Regions from separate parts of the Mus musculus genome. Here region 1 is linked to region 2. A link is a contact called in public HiChIP or PLAC-seq data. All regions are on one chromosome and are shown on one strand. The core of a region is the stretch at or near the end of the contact, and the rest is flanking DNA. Distances in the headings are between cores, read along the strand shown.

Region 1 (4,201 bases), core at 51-2,550, 710 kb before region 2:
GCAAATACCAGTTTGGCTCACCAGAGTGGGATGACTACTCTGACACAGTGAAAGACTTGGTGAGAGGCCATGGCCGCCCGCTCCCCAGATGTCAAGGGACAGGAGCATGTTCCAGAGTGGAGGGATCACTGTATCTGTCTCAATAATGTTAATAAAATACCTAGCAAGGGGCTGGTGAGATGGCTCAGCAGGTAAGAGCACCCAACTGTTCTTCCGAAGGTCCTGAGTTCAAATCCCAGCAACCACATGGTGGCTCACAACCATCCCTAACAAGATCTGACTCCCTCTTCTGGTGTGTCTGAAGACAGCTACAGTGTACTTACATATAATAAATAAATAAATCTTAAAAAAAAAAAAAAACAACCTAGCAAAAACCACTGAAGGGCCAGGAAATGGTGGCACATGCCTTTAATCCCAGCACTTGGAAGACAGAGGCAGGCGGATTTCTGAGTTCGAGGCCAGCTTGGTCTACAAAGTGAGTTCCAGGACAGCCAGGGCTACACAGAGAAACCCTGTCTTGAAACGCCCCCCCCCCCAAAAAAAAAAAACCTACTTAAGGAAGGAAGGGTTTGTTTATGGCTACAGATCTGTGAGGACCATCCACAGTCAGGAAGCAGAGGGAGATTAATGTTGGGGATTAGCTAGCTCATTTTCTCTTTTCCATCCAGGGCCCCAGCCCATGAACTGGAACCACCCACATTTAGGGTGTAGCTTTTCACCTCAACCTGTGTGAACAATCCCTCACAGACAGGTCCAGAGACCTGCTTCCATTGTGGTCCTAAATCCTAGCAAGTTGGCAATCAGGACCGACACTCACCCCCCGGTGTTTTCCAGAACGCTGCCATGATATTCTCAGGTCCCTTATGTTCTCCCAGGTGTCTCGATTCTTGGTGGTGCAACCTCAGGACCGCTGCTCGGCGGAAGAGGCCTTGGCACACCCTTTCTTTCAGGAGTACGTAGTAGAAGAAGTACGGCACTTCAGCCCCCGAGGGAAGTTCAAGGTACTGAAATTTAACCTTCCCTAAGGCTCTTGGGGGAGGCTGCTGTTGGCTCCTGCTGGCACCAGGCTCTCAGAGCTTTAAGCTATGAGGGAATGCCTTGTACCCACTGTTCCAATTCAATTTCTGGTTGCAGGGGATGTCAGCTAACCGACCCTGTTACCTAAATCCCTACAGATGCTTGTAGCCTGGGAATAGGGGACATCATGAAGGGCACCCCCAAAGCCAGCTAAGGTTTCCCGACAAGCTTTGCTGCGGGCTGAGGGTTCTAAGTGCTGCCCCCTGCAGGTGATCTGTCTAACTGTGCTGGCATCAGTAAAGATCTACTACCAGTACCGTCGGGTGAAGCCGGTAACCAGGGAGATCGTCATCCGAGACCCCTACGCCCTTCGGCCGCTGCGGAGGCTCATTGACGCCTATGCTTTCCGTATCTACGGCCACTGGGTGAAGAAAGGGCAACAGCAGAACAGAGCCGCCCTCTTCGAGAACACGCCCAAGGCTGTGCTCCTCTCCTTGGCTGAGGAGGAGGACTTCTGAAGGGCAGCGGGGGCCCAGGGGAAAGCAGACAGAGGGACTTGTGAGAAGAGGATGCCCCAAGTAGCCTTCTGCAAAGGAATAGGTGGCCCTACTCTGTGCTCTCAAAGGCTTGCCTCTAGAAGCACAGGGTGTTCCCAGTAAACAGCAGTAATTACAGCTGGAGCTGGATGTGCTGTGGCATGTGCCTGTTGCCCCGAGACAGTAGGATCACGGGTTCTAGCCCAGCCCGGGAAGTCTAGTGATGCTTATTTCAAAATAAAAATGAGGCTGGGAATGTAACCCTGTGGTGAGTGTAAGGTCTCCAAATTCAACCTCTGGTACAGCTAAAATAGATAATAAATAAATAAATAATAAATCCAACGCAGCTGAGACCGTGATAGGCAGAAATGGAAGGGCATAGAGCACATGTATTCTGGGAGCTATAAGCCTTCTGGCTTCTCTACTGTGCACCTTTGTTGATGTCTATAGTTTTCTTGTTTTTTTTTTTAAGATTTATGCATTTTATGTATGTTTTAGCTGCATGCATTTTATGTAACCCACATGCATGCAGTACCTGTAGAGGTCACAAGAAGGCATCAGAAACCCTGAAACTGGAGTTGTATAGATAGCTGAGCCCACCTTGTGGGTGGTAGGAATTGAACCCCTCCTCAGCAAGAACAGGCGCTCATAACTGTCTAGCTAAAGTTATGGATATTTGAGGAAGTGAAAGCAGGAGTTCAAGGTCATTTGTGGCTACACAAGGAGCTTGAGGCTAGCCTGGGCTACATGAAACCCTATCTCAAACAACAATTATATTGTGCTTCCTGATATACATAAGAATTTATTGACCTCGGGCTGGTGTGATGGCTCAGTGGGTAAGAGTACCCGACTGCTCTTCCAAAGGTCCAGTGTTCAAGTCCCAGCAACCACATGGTGGCTCACAACCATCCGTAACGAGATCTGATGCCCTCTTCTGGTGTGTCTGAAGACAGCTACAGTGTACTTACATATAATAAATAAATAAATCTTAAAAAAAAAAAAGGATTTATTGACCTCATAAGATCCAGTTCTTCTTCAGGGACATGTCTGCAGGATACACAGAAGGCCCTACATGATTAGCTAACTCTCAGAGAAGGTTCTGGCATTTGTCTTCCTAGAGGGGCACTGACTTTGGTTCTCCCACAATGCACATCTTCACTTCATAAATCATTTGCTTTACTGGGGCTTTTAAATAGTGGGCGTGGTGTGTAATCCCAGCAGGACCCAGGAAGCTGAGGTAGGAGGATCGAGAGTTCGAGACCAGCCTTGCCACATATTGAGTATCTCGTTTCAGAGGCCAGCGAGGCTAGGTTCTGGCAGCAAGGCTTTGGCACACCTCACAAAGGAAGCATTTTCCTTCTGCAGAATTTCCCAGAAGTGAAAGCTGAACCAGCCAGGGAGAAAGCAAAAAGGGAGAGAGTTTAAAAAATGTCATCTTTTGGACACTGGAGGGTTTGGTTCCTTTGTCCTTAATACTGCACTTAAGAGACAGCCCAGCTCCCAGCCTTGGTCATCCAGGTCCTCATCTTCCAGGCTACTGCAGTCCCTTCTTGCAGTCCGAGTGTTCTTTGTGTCTGTCAGAGGGGAGGGGCTCAAAAGGCCACCCTCAGACGCATGAGCTTGGTAGCCAGCTGCCTCTGGAACATGGTCACGGAGGTACAGTGCTGAGAGGGTGCTTCGGAGATCTCGGTCTGGCTGCTCACAGGTCCTCCTTCGGTCGGCCTGCACTGGAGGCGCAGCGGAAGCCCAGGTTGTCTGAGGCTGAGTCTGGAGTGTTTCCCATCCTGGATGGAGAAGGAAGAGAGGTGCATACTGCTGGGGGTGGGGATCTGTCGAGAAGAGAGGAGCTGTAGTGGTCTGAATGAGAATGGCCTGAATGCTTAGTCATCAGGGAGTGGAACTGTTTTAGAAGGGTTGGGAGGTGTGGCCTTGTTGGAGGAACTATCACAAGGGATTAGCTTTGAGGTTTCAAAAACCCATGAGAGGCCCAGGCAGGGTCTCTGACTGCCTGCTGCCTGTGGGTCAGGATGTGAAGCTCGCAAGTACCCCTCCAGCTCCACCATGTTCTGCTTCCTACCATGATGGCCATGGACTAGCCCTCTGAAACTGTAAGCAATCCCATTAAATGCTTGCTTTCGTAAGAGTTGCCTTGGTCGTGGCGTCTTTTCACAGCAACTGAATCATAACCAACATGATTGGTCTGAGGTCAAGTCCAGCAAGTGTGCCTGCCACTAGGGGGAAGGGGACAGAGTCGGGCGGTGGGTGGCCACAAAGGATTGCAATAGAGGGTGATCTTAGTGACCACTCTAAGTTTAGCAGAACAGCTCAGCACAGCTGCACGGCACGTGATGGCTATTCTTGGTCGTCACCTCAACTGCATCTGGAATTAACTAAAACTCAGAAATGGAGGGGTATACCTGTGAGGATTTTTGCTCAACTTGAAGTAGGAAGACCCACTTCTTTTTTTTTTTTCTTTAAAGATTTATTTATTTATTATATGTAAGTACACTGAAGCTGTCTTCAGACACACCAGAAGAGGGCATCAAATCTCATTACGGATGGTTGTGAGCCACCATGTGGTTGCTGGGAATTGAACTCAGGACCTCTGGAAGAGCAGCCAGTGCTCTTATCCACTGAGCCATCTCTCC
Region 2 (4,687 bases), core at 384-2,883:
TTCTATAGTGGGTTGGCCTGATGCTGCTTGGATTCAAATGATAATTTGGGGCCCCAAAAAACTGGTTGCCCCAGAGGCAAGAGAGTCCCCATGTAGATGCAGGCAAAGTGGCCCTGTCCCCAGTTAATTGTGATTGATAAACAAAGATGCAGACAGCCAAAAGCTGGGCAGAAGAGACTAAGGTCTCACCTCTGTTTCAATTAGGGGGTGCAAATGATAAGGGGTTCACATGTACTGGGTAACCCTGGGCACTACACCTGCCTCATTTGCTCCAGAAAGCAAATATTCAATTTCAGTCCCTAGCCTTGCCCTCTATGCAGGATAGACCAATGTCACCAGAGGCCTTGTTCCTCTCAGGAGGAGAGGTGGCCCTGGGCTGTCAGATAAGAGTAGGCACCCAACAATGTGACAGACGAGGCTGGGAGGCTGGAGGAATCCCAATATCAGCACCTGTGGGTGATACCCAGCACTGTGGGTGGTTTTTCCGTTGTGACAGTGAAGCCAGGTCATCTACCTGGAACCACTGGCAAAGACTAGGTGGCATATCTCTGCATCTGCCTGAGTTCTAAAAGCTAGGACAGAAACCAGAGTGTGCGGCACGGCAGAGTGATGGAATCTCCATCACTCGGCTTCAGGATGACTTGTGGCTCTGGTGACCCCAGTGCCTGCTGCAGGAAGGAGTCTGGGAAAAAGAGAAAGCACCTAAGCAGAGACACACTCCACTGACACCAAGTAATCTTAAAAAACTCCAATGCATGTGGGGCTGGGGAGATGGCTCAGCAGGTAAAGTTGCTTGCTGCTCAGCCTGACAATTTGAGTTCCATCCCTGGGACCCACTTGGTGGAAACAAAGAAACAACTCCCGAAAGTTGTTTCTTTGTTTCTGCACTCCACAGGTGAGCCAGGACACAGAAATCCCCCCCCCCCCCATAGATAAATAAAACGAGGATCCATTTTGCAAAGAAGCCAGATAAACAAAGAACACACCAGATCCTTGACAGCACTCGGCTCCCCTCTGCAGTGATTTCTGTGTGAATAAATCTCCCAGAGACCAGTTTGCTTTTGTAGAGACGGTGAAAATAATTAGCCAAGGAAACAGATCTCGGGTACATTGTAATTCCCGCCACGTAACCCTCTGTGTGCATTAGACATCTGTAAAGCTAGACCCAGACCTAGGGAAGTGGGCGGATTTTTCTCCTTTTGTTTTGACCCCCATTAGCATCGTTACAATATAGCTTCTCTGGGACTTAACAATAGCGCTGTCTTAGCTTCTGTCTCTTGCAGTTTCTCTATTGTCCAGTCTTAGAACAAGTAAGTGAGCCTCCTCTGCAGGACTGGTGACTTGCCCCTGAGCCATCATCTAGGCACAGCAAGGAGACTTTGGCTTGGTGGGGAAGCCGTGGGGGCTTCAGCCTAGGAGGAGTGTGGAGAAACAGGGCACAGCTGGAGCTCTACCACAGAGACTCCGGCTGCTGCGTTCCAGCTCAGTGCGGTGAGTCTCCCAGGCCCAATGAACTCTAAGCCTTGGGCCTGATACCTGCCCCCGCCCAAAACTGACTAGGTATCAGGAATAGGGTGTTTCCCCTGCAGTGGCAGCTCCTACTGTGTGCTGCATGCCACACCTACACACAGGAACGAATGTACAGATCCGGCCTCAAAGAAACATCAATGACTCAAGGAGGACATAGGTGTCCTGAGGGAGGGACTTGGAGGGCAAGCCTCACCAGCTCCTTCGGGAGTGATGAGAGTTTCAGGAACCTGGAGAGCAGAAGGAACCTCAGGTGTCAAAGCACCTAGGCGAGAAAGGTGGGGTGGGGGTGGGGACCGGATGGGAGCCATCCATGCTGTGTGTGGGCCCTGGGAAGGCTTGTCCTCACCCCACCAGGGTATTAGGGAAGCTGGGGAGGGTTCACAGCAGATAGAGAGGCAACTGAATCTACCTCTTGCAGAACCTTGGTCTAGCCTGGGAGGGAGGATCACAAGACTATTGTAGCTTCTCAAGGTCAAAGAGGAGGCTCCGGAACAAACAGGCAAAGAACACCTCCGTGCTTAGTCTGGGTGGGGGCCGGAAGTGGAAACATAGGGGTCCAGGAACAGTTTAGTGTTGTCAAGGCCAGATAGTGAAGCAAGAGGCTCAGGTAAAAAAAAAAAATCACTGTTCTCGGAGCTCAGGTGGCATGTCTGGGCTCACCCTGACCCGTTGTGTGCCCATGTGACTCAGGGTCAGAGAGCTGTGTGCAAAGTCTTCTTTCATTCATTTATTCAGTCGGCATACTGGTAGAGCCCTAGAGGTTGTATTCTTCCTCTTTTGTCCTTCTCCCCTCCAGGACCCCATCCTTACCTGGCTCTTTTTTTTTTTTTTAAAGATTTATTTATTGGTTATATGTAAGTACACTGTAGCTGTCTTCATACACTCCAGAAGAGGGAGTCAGATCTTGTTACGGATGGTTGTGAGCCACCATGTGGTTGCTGGGATTTGAACTCCTGACCTTCGGAAGAGCAGTCGGGTGCTCTTACCCACTGAGCCATCTCACCAGCCCCTCTTTTTTTTTTTAAACCAGAGAAGACAGATAGGGAATAAAGGTAGCAGGGATGATAGGGTGTGGCTGTGCTGTATGGCTGGCTCTTGGAGGATGATTGGGCTGTGGGACAGAATCTGGGATGGTGGTAACCATGCAGGTGCCTGTAGGAGAACATCCCATTGGTGGAGGAAGAATGTAAGCCTAGGTCCTGACTCGGGTGGGGAAGAGCCAGGAGGAGGTTGTGGTGGCTTGAGGCTGGGAGTGTAGAGGACACAGGGAAAGGTTTTAAGCAGATGGGTGACTATTTTAAAGCACTTTGAAGATTTATTAATTTCTTATTTTTTTATATGCGTGAACGGTTTAGCTTGCAGTGTCTACAGAGGCCAGAAGACAGCGACAGAGCCCCCTGGAACTGAATGACTGGTACATGCCGTGCAGATACTGGGAACTGAACCCTGGTCCTCTGCAAGAGCAACCCATGTTCTCAGTCACTGAGCTGTCTCTCTAGCCACATTTTGAATAGTCCTCTGGGCACTAAGTTACAAGAAGGGGCAAGACTGAAAGAGGGGGCAGCTAGGAGGCTGTGGCTATCTTATCCCGGTGATAGTAAGGCCAAGGTCAGACTGGAAGATGGGAGCATGGGACTCAGATGCAGATGAAGTTGAGCCTTTCTCTCTTATGCAGCAGAGAATTGGCAGAGGGTAAGGTTGTCCCACTTGGGAGGCATAGCAAGCCACATACACCGATGCCCAGGCACACCCTGGGTTGGTCTTCCTACCTCACACAGCAGCCTTGGAAATGGGCCCAGGAAAGTTGCTATTGAATGGCTCTGGCTGGACTCTCCCTGTTCACAGTCCCAGAGACCACTGTGTTTCCCTGTGTCCCCCACTCCTCCGAGGTTCATCTCTGTTATTACCTGTCAACTCTAGCAGAAGTGTGTTCTTCTGCACCATGGGAGCTGCCTGTCCAGACACCCATCAGTGTTGAGAAGTCAGTAAGTCCTGACAACTGAGGACCAATCCCACACTGAACCTCACCATACCCTCCATCCATATAAAAGCAGGAAGCCAAGTATGCACAAGTCTACCAAGTGCATTCTAGGGCACACTCAAGCCACCCAAGTTTAAAAAAAAAAAGCAGCCCATGTAGTAATGGCTTGCCCACAAGAGACCCCAGGCAGGCCTCTGTGTAGCACTCTGACCCTACAGGGGCTTGGGGACCTATGCTGGTGACGTCTTGGTTTAACAGAGGTGAACACTGGGCAGATATACTAAGAAACTTTAGTGAATTCATGGCCTCTTCACTGGAGCAAGCGTTGGGGGAAGCCCTGACAGTATAAACCATGTCTTAGCCTTCTCTGTGCTGGCTACTGTCCCTAGACAGTGTGCTCAGCCTGTGTCACTACAACTCTTGCAAACACACGCAAGGGGCTGTTTTGAGTTCCCAGTTTTCTGTGTTCCTCCACACTAACGGGCGAGTACCCACTGCTTTGGACCTCTCTTGAGGTTCCAGATGGCAACAGCAAAGAATGCATGGCGACGAAACAAATCTGTTCACCTCATGGCCAGAAATCAAAAGAGGGAGAGAGGAGGAGAACAGAGTCCCATTATCCCCTTCAGAGACAATGCTCCCAGTGACCTAAAGAACCTAGTCCCACCATCATCTACTGTCTGCCCAACATGCAGGGGAGGAAACCAACAATGGCTCCTGAGAGCAAAAGAGTCACACGATAGCCAAGTGCCATGTAAACTCCCTTTTTGGAGACCACAAGCCACCGCAAATGAGAAAGGGTCCTGCAGAGACCCACAGAGCTGCCTTCTCTATATGGAAGCTGGGAGGTATGCACAGGAACACCAGAGTGAGCTACAAAACCCACCCGCATGTAGAATTTCCAAAGTTGGTGTCGGAACACATCATCTGGCACACATGGAGAACCTGGAAGAACACCTACTGCCTGTGGAGGGTGAAGCTGTGGATTTCTCTGCAAAGTTGCACCAGGGGTCCCCAAGCCTGGCTGGCAATGGAGGGTTTGCTCCTACCACGTGGGGGCTTCGGTAGGGCCCCGGGTATCTGTTTGTCCTCCAGGGTAAAGACAGGCTCGTGTCTGAGTCTGCAGGGAGCTTCAAAGGGCACCCTGTGGGGAGGATTCCCTATCTGTGAGTCACT

Evidence for each region. HiChIP or PLAC-seq counts read pairs in DNA pulled down with a chosen protein or histone mark.
Region 1: a contact with region 2 is called in an H3K27ac HiChIP or PLAC-seq map of embryonic stem cells, with 2.9 times the contacts expected there. The contact joins two enhancer-like sites. A contact is called at or near these places in 2 of 115 datasets of contacts at active chromatin or transcription factors (both in embryonic stem cells) and 1 of 9 other capture datasets (embryonic stem cells).

Annotation. Positions count from the first base shown.
Region 1 is chr5:129,861,775-129,865,975 of GRCm38.p6, reverse strand. It overlaps Sumf2 (sulfatase modifying factor 2), which reads right to left. Exons shown (of 9, transcript NM_026445.2): 9 at 2,025-3,337. The coding sequence ends at 3,253. Phkg1 (phosphorylase kinase gamma 1) reads left to right here. Exons shown (of 10, transcript NM_011079.3): 8 at 1-59; 9 at 876-1,001; 10 at 1,287-2,545. The coding sequence ends at 1,535. Among named protein-coding and RNA genes, the nearest start is that of Phkg1, 15 kb to the left of the region's middle. Within about 2 kb of position 1,300, at least 35 of the 459 cell types and tissues checked have an H3K27ac peak or open chromatin away from gene starts, as enhancers often do. A contact at or near this core is called in embryonic stem cells, where this site is marked.
Region 2 is chr5:129,152,682-129,157,368 of GRCm38.p6, reverse strand. All of the region lies in intron 13 of Adgrd1 (adhesion G protein-coupled receptor D1), which reads right to left. Among named protein-coding and RNA genes, the nearest start is that of Gm46923, 38 kb to the right of the region's middle. Within about 2 kb of position 1,633, at least 35 of the 459 cell types and tissues checked have an H3K27ac peak or open chromatin away from gene starts, as enhancers often do. A contact at or near this core is called in embryonic stem cells, where this site is marked.